Linked DNA regions of Zea mays: all the other regions are linked to region 2. The links are chromatin contacts, called in public Hi-C maps. All regions are on one chromosome and are shown on one strand. Each heading gives the region's core, a stretch centred on a gene start, on an enhancer-like site or on the middle of the called end of the contact. The rest is flanking DNA. Distances are from core to core; before and after follow the strand shown.

Evidence for each region. A called contact is a pair of places that touch in the nucleus more often than the background predicts.
Region 1: a Hi-C map of tassel shows a contact between it and region 2, with 4 times the contacts expected there. The contact joins the promoter of LOC103650436 here to the promoter of LOC100381865 in region 2. A contact is called at or near these places in 2 of 25 Hi-C or Micro-C datasets (ear and tassel).
Region 3: a contact with region 2 is called in a Hi-C map of ear, with 2.2 times the contacts expected there. The contact joins the enhancer-like site here to the promoter of LOC100381865 in region 2. A contact is called at or near these places in 2 of 25 Hi-C or Micro-C datasets (ear and tassel).

The regions. Positions count from the first base shown.
Region 1 is chr3:99,947,397-99,951,477 of Zm-B73-REFERENCE-NAM-5.0, forward strand. It overlaps LOC103650436 (stromal 70 kDa heat shock-related protein, chloroplastic-like), which reads left to right and starts at 1,940. Exons shown (of 8, transcript NM_001367263.1): 1 at 1,940-2,630; 2 at 3,538-3,790. The coding sequence starts at 2,082.
Region 2 is chr3:99,728,691-99,732,388 of Zm-B73-REFERENCE-NAM-5.0, forward strand. It overlaps LOC100381865, which reads right to left and starts at 1,945. Exons shown (of 1, transcript NM_001174651.1): 1 at 384-1,945. The coding sequence starts at 1,758. The coding sequence ends at 1,171.
Region 3 is chr3:99,545,168-99,548,755 of Zm-B73-REFERENCE-NAM-5.0, forward strand. No RefSeq gene overlaps it. Among protein-coding and RNA genes, the nearest start is that of LOC103650435, 49 kb to the left of the region's middle. Within about 2 kb of position 1,329, at least 17 of the 20 cell types and tissues checked have an H3K27ac peak or open chromatin away from gene starts, as enhancers often do. A contact at or near this core is called in ear and tassel, where this site is marked.

The sequences.
Region 1 (4,081 bases), core at 690-3,189, 220 kb after region 2:
TAGATGTTGGGGAATCTTACTGATCATCTGAGTGCAAGTGAGTGCGAAAAAGGCGTGTTGGTTTTGCTTGTACATTGTATTTATCTTGTCTATGATAACTTATTTGTCTCAATATATTTGCAGAGATTGGATGCGCCAGGAACTATATCGCAGACATCACCATTACCTTCTTCATTCCATCAAAACTAAGATTCCCATAAACATTTTTCTCCACATTTCCTCCATGGTATAATGTTATTAGGACGTTCATCTATTGCAAAAACGAATTCATAACTCAATAACCATTAAATATGGTACCTGACTTACACTATCAACTAATGCCTAACTAATTACTAATCTCATCTACTAATATACTAATTCCTAAATACTTAATAAGTAATAATCAAGTAATAACTACATACTAACTAATAACTATATACTAACTAATAACTAACCACAAAAACGAATTCATAACTCAATAACCATTAAATATGGTACCTGACTTACACTATCAACTAATGCCTAACTAATTACTAATCTCATCTACTAATATACTAATTCCTAAATACTTAATAAGTAATAATCAAGTAATAACTACATACTAACTAATAACTATATACTAACTAATAACTAACCACATCAAACAGAGTAATATAATTAAAGAATACTGTGCGAAAATAGGGTATACCTGAGGTTCCAGTGGAGACAAGCTACCGATGGCGGAGGTGGAGCCTGATGGTCTCGTATCTACAAAAAAACATATTACTCCAAGTAATAAATCCGGCATCACCTTCCCTATACAATGAGGTTTCTGAAACCTGCAGAGAAACGAACAACACGATGGCTGACATGCACACTCTACAATTGAGATAACAACACTATGACAGACATATACAAGAACATTCACTAAATATACTCACAAGTAATAGCTAACTATATACTAACAACTAAATAGCTAGCTAACTACATATACTAACAAGTAAATAGGTAACTAACTATACATTAAACCAAGTGAACATGTGCTAACTAATACTAAATTACTAAATACTAACTAACTACAAACTAAAGAAATATATAGTAACTAAATGCTAACTAAATACTGCAAACTAAAGAAATACTAACTAACTACAAACTAAAGATATACTAAATGCTAACTAAATACTAAAATACTAAACACTAAATACTAACTAACCACTAAACTAAGTAAATACTAACTAATTACTAAACCCTAAACACTAAAGAAATACTAACTAATTACTAAACTACCGATGCAGGAGGTGGCGGTCCGGAGTGGTGTGCTTACCGGCGATGGCGGTGCATGGGAGGCGACGACTGTCCGGCGAGCAGGCCTAGCGGGGCACGGGAGGAGCAGGCCAGGCGGTGGCGGTCCGGCGAGGGAGCACCTCGTTGGCGCGGGCGGCGCGAGGGCGGCACAACGACATTGTGGCGCGGGCGGCAGGCCGGCGTGGAGCGGGGCTCGAGTGACGACGGGGGGAGCAGCGGGCTTGGGCGGCGGCGGGGCTCCATCGGTTCAGTGAGAGAGGTTAGGGAGATAATGGAGAAAGAGAAACTGCCCCGGCGTTTAAATACTAGCTCGACGTCAAGATCTGTGGCGCCGAGATAGCTGCCACGTCGGCTCCACGAAAACATCGCATCAGCCCTCACTAGTCAATGAGTCACGTATCTTAGCGCTATAGACTGTGGCGCTGATCAGTATTATCTCGGCGCTATAGACTACGGCGCCGAGCAAATTAAAAAAAAATTAAGACGTCAGGATCTAAACATGATTATTTTTTTTTGGAAAAATGGCTAAAATGCAAAAGAAATTTGGACTAAGTGCAAACGGCAAACCCCAGTTGTTCAAAACCTCACGCTGTCTCCACGGCCTCCGCCGTCGCGACCCGCAGTGCATGCCAACTTCCTAGCGGCAGGCCCCACACGTCAGCGTCTAGCCAGTATAAACTTTCCTCCCTCCGTCCCTCCTCCTTCCCCGTCTTATCCCCTCGCCCCTCCTCCCCTCCGCCGCTCCCCCCAGTCCCCACCTCACCTCGTCAACCCCCTCCTTGGATAGGGTTAGAGTTCCCCCGGCACGAGCGCGAGCCATGGCCTCCTTCACCTGCTCCCAGGTCGGCGCTGCGGCAGCGGGCGGAGCCTCGCCCTTCCTCGGCTACCGGCGGCGGAGCGGCCCCGGGGGCGCCATTCCGTCGAGCTCCCTCTTCGTGGGCCGGCGGTTGGCGGCGGTGCAGATGCGCGCGCCCTCTCGCGGGGTCCGCGGGGGCTCCGCGCTGCGGGTCACGTGCGAGAAGGTGGTGGGGATCGACCTGGGCACCACCAACTCCGCGGTCGCCGCCATGGAGGGCGGCAAGCCGACCGTCGTCACCAACGCTGAGGGTGCGCGCACGACTCCCTCCGTAGTGGCGTACACCAAGACAGGGGAGCGCCTGGTGGGGCAGATCGCTAAGCGCCAGGCGGTCGTGAACCCCGAGAACACCTTCTTCTCTGTCAAGCGCTTCATCGGCCGCAAGATGTCTGAGGTCGACGACGAGGCCAAGCAGGTCTCGTACGGCGTTGTCAAAGACGACAACGGCAACGTCAAACTCGACTGCCCCGCTATTGGCAAACAGTTTGCTGCCGAGGAGATCTCTGCGCAGGTAACTTGTTATGTTAGATAGGTTTTCTACTCTCAGCTGGTGGATATGCATTTTACTTTTACTGTATTTTTTTCATGGGACGACTTGTACAGAAATTAGAGTTCTGAGGATATGGGTAAATGCTACTCTTGTTGTCATTCAATTGCAGTTTTACTAGAGAATAGCTCCTGGACCTGGCAAATCATTTGTTAAGGTACACCAGATCCAGATGGATGCTTTTTGTAATGCAAGTGGTTACATTGCGTTTGAGGTAAAAGGTGTATTTTGCCACATAAACACTGAGTGAATTTAAAGTAAGTTGTTTTTGTGTTACTAGGCACCCAGTCTGTGTTAGAATATTTGGTAATGCTATACTGTTCTGATTCTTTGGAGAGTTAGTGCCAGTTTTGAATGCATGGATTTTTTCCCCAGAAGGCTGCATATGTAAAATTCTGGGTGCACCAAACTGGGTTTATGTATTTTGATTTCAGCTTGAAAACAAATGGCATTGTGATATGATTTCTATCAACATTGTGGTTTGCTTGAAATTTCTTTGCTTCAGTTACGCAGTTGGTCATTTGTGTTCTTATGTACTTATGACCTGGGGGAGTGAGTTTTTGAATGTATAAGAATATGGCACACTATCATCTGTATAGAACTACTTTTGAGTTGCTACTAGCTACCAGTCCAGTAGATGTGCTATACTTATCATTTTACTTTTGTAGTAAGTTGTACATTGGGAATTAGCTGGAGCCAAGGGCCTCTCCTTCTTCCCAAAGTCCAGGAGAGGCCCTTGGAGTCCAGTAGATGTGCTATTTTAGACCTTATTATCTTCTTCTTAATATATTTAAGGCGCAGTTCCCCTGCGCTTTCGATAAAAAAAAAGTAAGTTGTACATTTGACTTATCTTGGTTTATTATCCGAACAGGTTTTGAGGAAGTTGGTGGATGATGCATCTAAGTTTCTTAATGAGAAAATTACAAAAGCAGTGGTTACAGTACCAGCATACTTCAATGATTCACAAAGGACAGCAACTAAAGATGCTGGCCGCATTGCAGGACTGGAAGTTCTCCGTATTATAAATGAACCAACTGCTGCATCATTGGCCTATGGGTTCGAGAAGAAAAATAATGAAACAATTCTAGTGTTTGATTTGGGAGGTGGTACCTTTGATGTCTCTGGTAAGCAAGTGTTCCACCTAATTCTTTCTTTGTTTATTATTGCTTTACTTCTGAATCATACGGATAATAATCATCTCATATCATTGAGATAAACCTTTTGCTTTCAATTGGTTCAGAACTATGTGCTGAATATTTATTCAGCTGTATGAATTGCTCAACATTTGTTTCATTTTGCCCTGATTGACTTGTGAGGTCTCAAATGGGTTTTCAGTAATATTAGTGCAACTCTTACTCTGTTTTTGCTCAGTTTGAGCTATAACGTGTCAAATGATGTCCCAGGAACATTAGTGG
Region 2 (3,698 bases), core at 695-3,194:
ATCGACATACGCATCCACCACAACATTCCCTTGTATGATTTATATTTCAATCTTAAGCTTCACGCGACACAACTACTTCACCATCGCGAACACAATCATACCATATATATATATCTACCAATATTCTTTTTACTGAAAGTAGTAATTCAAATTCTTGTTCCTATATCAAACACATTTTTTATCGTAAATACATACATATCTTTATAAGTGATTAAAATATTTCATCATCACGCATGCCTGCTAAAATTCTACTTGGTCCACCAATGCGGCTAATTGACTAGAATAGCGAAATAACTCGCCATAACTAAATCTGGCTCAATAATCGCGAGAACCACGAAGTCGACGAGAGTTCTGGGACTCATGTAATTTATCGAGCACCAAGTGAGCATCACAATAGCACATTAATTTATTTCATCCATCGACTCAATCAATTAAAGAAATAGCGAACTAGAGAATGGTTACCGATTTAATTAAAATTCCAAGCAAACGTTGCTGATTCTCGCTCAGGTCTTTTGTCGAGCACTTGGTAAATATCACGCGGCTAGCTTCGTCTTCACCCAACGCTTAGGATTTCTGGACGACACACGGAACGACGACGAGATCGAGTCTAGAGCGAGCTAGCGAGGTGGGGTTGAGCAGGTTAGCGCGAGCTCAGGCGACGATGAAGTCACGAGCAAGGGAGGACGGGTTCAACAGCTCGACGACAAACGCGAGAACGTGTGAAGCCCGATGACAACGGAGATCGAGCTCGTGATAGGAAGCGATGACGACGCGGCACGACAAGCTGAAATATGGACGCGTCAACATGAGGCTGGATTCGGAGAGCAGCGACACGGAGAGCAAAGCAAGGTTGCAGCCGGGCGGGATCAGACACAAACAGAGCAAAGCGAGGTTGCAGCCGGGCGGGCTCGGACACAAACACAAGTAGCAGCAGACTGAGAGGAGTAGGGACGGCGTGGGCCAACCACTGGACAATCGTGGCAGCGAGGGACTCGCCATGGCTAAGGAAGATGCTGCGCAGGGAGCATGACATGGGCAGCAGCTAAATCGATGGCGAGGTCGCGAAGGTGGGGATCCAGTCGAGCTCACGCGGACAAGGGTGGTGCTCGGGTTGTGCTCGGAGCTCGACGACTAGGGAAGAGCTGGATGAAGCACATCGCCACTGCTGTGCTATGGGCAGGGGCAAGAACGCAGGTGCGACAAGGTAACTGGAAGTCTGGAAGGGGCGAACTCCGTGGCGGTGCTCAGGTCGAGGTGGAGGCGACGACCACCAAAGCTGGGCGAGCTTGGAGCTGAGCACGAGGACAACCGGCGCTGCACTTGAAGAGAAACTACTGCGCTGATGGCGAACAGGAGGCCGGAAGGGGCGCTGAGCTCACGCGCAGGAGGAACAGAACGCGCGCGTGGGGATGCTCCAGAGCTGAAGCAGGGGCATGACTGCGCGCAAGCGAACAGAGGGAGGGGCGACCAGTGCGCAGGAGAGTTGGGCGCCGAGCTCGCGCGCGACGCAGGGAGGAGCTCGAACAGACAGCCATGGGAAGGACGCGCACGGGCAGGAGAGACGAGCTGAGGGAGGAGAAGCCGAGGGGGCTGCGCAGCGGCCAGGCGAGCTGGGGCAAACAGGGAGCGGGGCGCTGGAATCCGAGCCAGGGGCGAGCTCCATGGCCAGGCAGAGATGGAGCGCGTAGGGACTCCAGGTGACGGCGCTCTGAACAGAGGGAAGACGGGCGGAGGGGGCTCGGCGGCTGTCCACGCCATGGTCGAGTAGAGAACGCCGGCACGGAGGAGCGCGCGGCATGGGCGAGCTCCAGGGAGCAGGCACGCTGAGGACCGGGACCAGGGTGAGGGAGGAGCTTGGCGCAGTGGAGCAGGGCCGGTCGGCCGAGAGGAGCAGGCGGATGCCAGGGCGCGGGCGATGGAAGCTCGGGGAACAAGAAGACGCGAGGGAGAGAGAAGCAGAGAAGGCAGTCGCGCGCGCGTGAGAGAGCTTCAGAGAAGAACAACAGCGAGAGGACATAAGGTGACGGCTCCTGCGCAGCGAGAAAAATCAGAGGAAGAGAGGGCGGCAGAGATTTTTTTGCGCGAGAGAGGATGAGGACGTCGGCTGAATAAAAAAATCAGAGAGAACAGTGGAAGGATGAGGATAGCTGCTCCAAAAAAATCTGAGCGACTGCACGTAACTGAACAGAGAGGAGATGAGTGCATCGGCTGAATGGCTAAGGGAAAATACCTAGAGCTGAGCGCTTGCAGCAAGGGGGAAAATGATTTTCTTCCTTTTATTAGCATAGATAAATATGTATTCTAGGAGTAGGGTTTAAAAGAGACATAAATGAGTTGGATCAAAATAATACCGGATACAAAAATTTAGATATAATCTGATTTGGTGATTACTCTCGAAATCCCATGAATTTTTACCAGTTAGTTATATCCGAAGATTTGGATCCGGACGAGAAACGACCGACCGAAATAAACTGGTTTCGGTGTCGATAATTTGCTCTGCGATTTGACTGAAATTAGCCGGAACCATATCTACGAATGTATACGTGATTTCATCGCCAAAACAGCGTGCTGAAGGATAAATTGGATCATAACCTCGCACACGATTTTTCTCGGACATTGCGCGATTCAGATTATTTTGCCCCGAACATTTTAGTCGTCGAGTTCAGATTAATTTGCCTGGGATAAAAATCATCCGAATGGGTCGGGCTTCCGAATCCGTATTCTCTGTATACTTTTATACGGACACACGACTCGACATATCGCAAAATAAACGCGCTATATCGATGCTGCATTGAGAATGCGATCCATTCAGCAAGCGACGACACGCATCGTTTACGTGGATGAGTGTTAGTGCGTCGTCCAGACACGGATTTTGCACTAAAAACTTTAGTTGTCGAGTTCGGCTTCGGTATTCAAGACTGTATTTAGTCCCGTCTAATTTTACGATTCTCACCAGCTGTCGATCATTCGCTTTAACGTCAAGGATCACATGCTGAGAGAAACAATTCAATTAATGTGTTGGCGCATTACTCTTTTTGGACGGCGCGGGGCTCCAAATTTTACGTAAAATCAGAAGTTTTCTGATTCTCGCATTCACTTACGCGCGTGATCCGAACAGTTCAAAATTTGCCAGCGACGAAGATTCGATAACAAAAATTTCTTGAACCTAATTTTAATGGCTTAGGTTACGGAAATAAATACGACACCAAACTCGAACTTTTACGAGATGATTAAAATTTAGCATATGTTTTATCCACTGATTTTACGTGTTTAATTCCATACTCGTTGTCAAGCAGAATATAAACACCAGGGGTGTTACAGCCCTTCCGCCTTAAAAGAATCTCTACCTAAGAATCGGAGCGAAAGACTCTTAAGAGTAGAGAAGCATGTAACCCATGTCCATATCAGCGATAACCATAAAACAGCTCCAAGCAAAGGCGAGTGTCTCAGGATGGGGTTTCTCTAGTGGACATAATATGTAATTTAGAAATGTCCACCAATAGAGACTATGTCTGCCAGAAGAACACATAAGGTTCCATGTGTGCAGTTTGCTTTTTCTGATGACACTGTACTATCTGAGTCTGTTGAGCGAGTGGAAAATACGCGATCTTACCCAAACAGAACCAGATGCAACCTCTTGGGTAAAACACACAGAAAGAGGTTTACCAACAAGTGGTCACAGTGAGTTCGTAGCACAT
Region 3 (3,588 bases), core at 79-2,578, 180 kb before region 2:
AATAAATAATTAACAAAAGACACTCAAATAAATCATGCATCATGCTGGGTTTTGTATTTTGTGAGCATATTGTGTCAATATAAAATAATAATGTGACAAGGAATATATTAAAAAGTCCAAAGTGGAATCTAAAACCTAAAAGAGATTCTAGAATTTAGAAAAGAGAAGCAAACAAATATTATGTGATATAAAAATATAAATAATATATATATATATATCTCCAAATTGAAACTTGTCATGACACAATATAATCTAAGGATAAATTTGTCACAAGTTTGAATTTAAACTAGAATTTAAATTTGAATTTGGAAAAGAAGGAAAGGAAAAGGAAAATATTAAAAGAAAAACAGAACTGGGCACAGTTGGGCCTAAGCAACCAAATCTGGCCCACTTCCGTTCTTCCCTTGCGCGACCCAAGTTTCTGCCCCTCCCCGCGCGCACGGTCACCTCCCCGTGGGCCCGGTCTGGCAGCCCGTTGCGCAGTCACACTCCCTCGCCCCTTTGTCTCTGCTACGAGGGCCCCATCGTCAGTCGCTCTGTAGCTCTTCCCCGACGACCGAGCTGTTGCAACTACCTCGCGCGATGCGGCTGGGAAAGGAGCTGCGGCCGGACCTTCGCTACACCACGGACTCGTCCGCACCCTGAGATAAATTCGTGGACACTAGGGTTTTTGCCTCACAACGCCTAGACCAATCACCTCAAGTCGCCGCCATTAGCTACTCCATCGCGGGCGGAATTCACGTCAACCACCTACGACGACCTTCACGGGTGTAGCCGGATTGACATCGCTGGGACCTCACTTGTGAACCGGGGGGCGTCTTCGGTGCGCCAGGAAGCAAACCAAGGCCGCTGCTCGCACGAATTGGGTTGCGGCGCTCGGGAATTCCTCGTCGACGCCACGGAATCCCGACCTCCACTCATCCACCGGGGCCGGAGAACCTCTGCTGCGCAGTTAGGTATGAGAAACCCCGTTAATTTCCTCAGTTTGTCGGTCGCGTAGCACCCAATTAGCCATGGCTCGTGTGTCGATTCGGGGTAGCGGGTGTTGCTGGAGCGGCACACTGTGGACCGGGTTCTACGATGGATGGTGGCAGCAATCGAGGGGTGAATCAGGCTTGGGGGATCGTCAATTTCGCGAGGGTCGTGCGAATTGGGGTATGGCGCTCGGGAGGACCGGATTTCGCGAGCTCCAGTGAACCCGCCGCCGTGCGGTGGCCTGCTCGCCGTGAACCAGTGCCAGGGGAAGGAGAGTGACAGTGTGCCGTGTGATATGCATCGTGCAGTTGTGATTGAATCCAGAGAACGAAGGGTCTGGCCCGTAGGATTAGAATCGTACGGTTAAAATGAGGGTATGGGGACTTCATTAGATCTCCATCGTAGATAGGAAATCGGGCGGTTCTAGCGTGTTGCCGCTATTTGTAACTAGATTCCAATCCGCACCATTGAGATTTGATCTGACGGGCGATATCGCGTACCGGTTCGCAAGAGTAATAATTTAATCTAGCGCGCCCGTGTCTAATCCAACGGTCGTGATCGCTGCGCACCCTTTCGTGGCGCATTTTGCTTAAAGAGCCCCTCTGGAATTAGGAGATGAACCCGCGGTCCACTGCGGGGTTGGACTGAGTCTCGGGTGTATTTGTAGAATAACCCCTGTGCTTCTCAAATTTTGGTGCGCAGCCTAGATAGATATTATAACAGAGAAATTGATTTAGAAATGGAATTTTAGTGTAAAAATAAAAGGCTAGAACTTGTTTATTCCATAGAAAATTCATATGAACTCCAAATTAACCCATTCCAGTTTCTAAAATTTTGTAATATTATTTTCTATCACTTAGAATATCTGTTTTGACATGAAAACAGTAATAAAATTAATTTCCCACTTAATCCTATTTTAAGCACATAAAACCTTTGAAAATTCATATCTTAAAATCTATAACTCCAAAATTTATGATTCCTATTCCTAGGGTTTTATTTTAATGTGTAGATTATTATTATGTATTTTGTTTACATGTTTGGTGTGTTGTTAATGTTCTCTATATACTGTGCTTGTTTGTATTGCGGTGAGTAAAAGAGCCTGTGACTGAGGATTCTAGTGCCCAGCAGATAGAAGTTGCTGAGCAGGAGCTCATTGAAGGCAAGTTGTGCCCTTGACCACTTTTATTACCCAATAATGTTCTTTATTATCACTATTCAATGCATAGGTTTAATTTTGATGGGACCCAATAGGTCACTCTAGTCTGTTTATCCATTTTACCTTGTTTACCCGTGAATCACTTGGGTAGTTATGCTATTGCTTTACATGGTTTTGGGTTAATATTTCATTATATCCATGTTCCAATTCTTTTGTTATTCTATTTATGTTCATGTCAAGATCATTAATGTTAATTGGAACATGGAGCTTAACTTGAGAAACACGTGCCACCACAAGGGTGGAATGGGACGCCCTTGGCTGACTAATTAGGAAAGCTAGTGGAAGACTACCTTACCCGAAAGGGACAAGGGCAGTAGGGGAGTTGCATGCAAGGAGGTTCTCAGGTTGATTTTGCTGCGATGGCGTTCAGACGGGGGATTCTTGCAAGTGCTCTTCCCATAACTGTAGCGGGTTTTCGGAAGCTACTGGAACTTTATAAAGGCCTCGTAGTATTGCCCTGCCTCGCTTCCTTGGTAGAGGTGTATGGGAGTCGCGATCCCTTGGCAGATGGGTAACATGACTTGTGGGTATAGGGTACAACCTCTGCAGAGTGTAAAACTGGTATACTAGCCGAGCTCACGGTCATGAGCAGTTCAGGACTCTCGCATGATTAATTTATAGAACTAAAATTCAATTTGTAATTTGCATTGCATGGGATTATTTATTAATTTTGTTTTATTACTTTTATTAAGGTTTGGTATTTACTTACATTTAGTAATTGCTAATAAAATTTTGACCAACTTATTAAAAGCAATGCTCAGCTTTAACCTCTAATGATGATTAGCCTTACACATCACATGAATTCCCGCCTGTGGTGAGTTCATGCACACTAGTTTCCCCACAACTTGTTGAGCTATGATCATGTGTGAGCTCACCCTTGCTGTCTCACACCCCCCACAGGAGAAGAACAGGTGGTTCAGGAGGAGCCACACAACGAGGAGTTTGATCTGATCTAGGTGGCATTTCCCAGTTGACTTATTTGGCACCAAGGATGATCCTTAGTTCGTTTTATATTTATGTTTTATTTTGTAATAAGACTTCCGCTATGTAATAAATACTCTGATGTTATTGTGACATTTATCTCTATACACTCTGTTATTATATATGTTGTCTTCTTTGGCGCATGTATGAGATGCACCCGACTTTGTCCCTTAAAGCCTGGGTGTGACAGGAATGTGGGGCGTGACGTGGCCAGCTTTCTCGGCGTGCGTGCGTGCCAGGGTCAGCGGCGGTTGCGGGGAGGACGGAGCTGACAGGGCGGGTCCACGGTGCAGCAACTCAAGAGCGAGGGGGCGAACGGGTAACAACGCTGACGGGGTGGGCCCACAGCGCAGATAGAGCAGGGGCACGCACGTGAAGGGAGCGGCGCCGACAGACCGGCCCCACCGGTTAGAGGG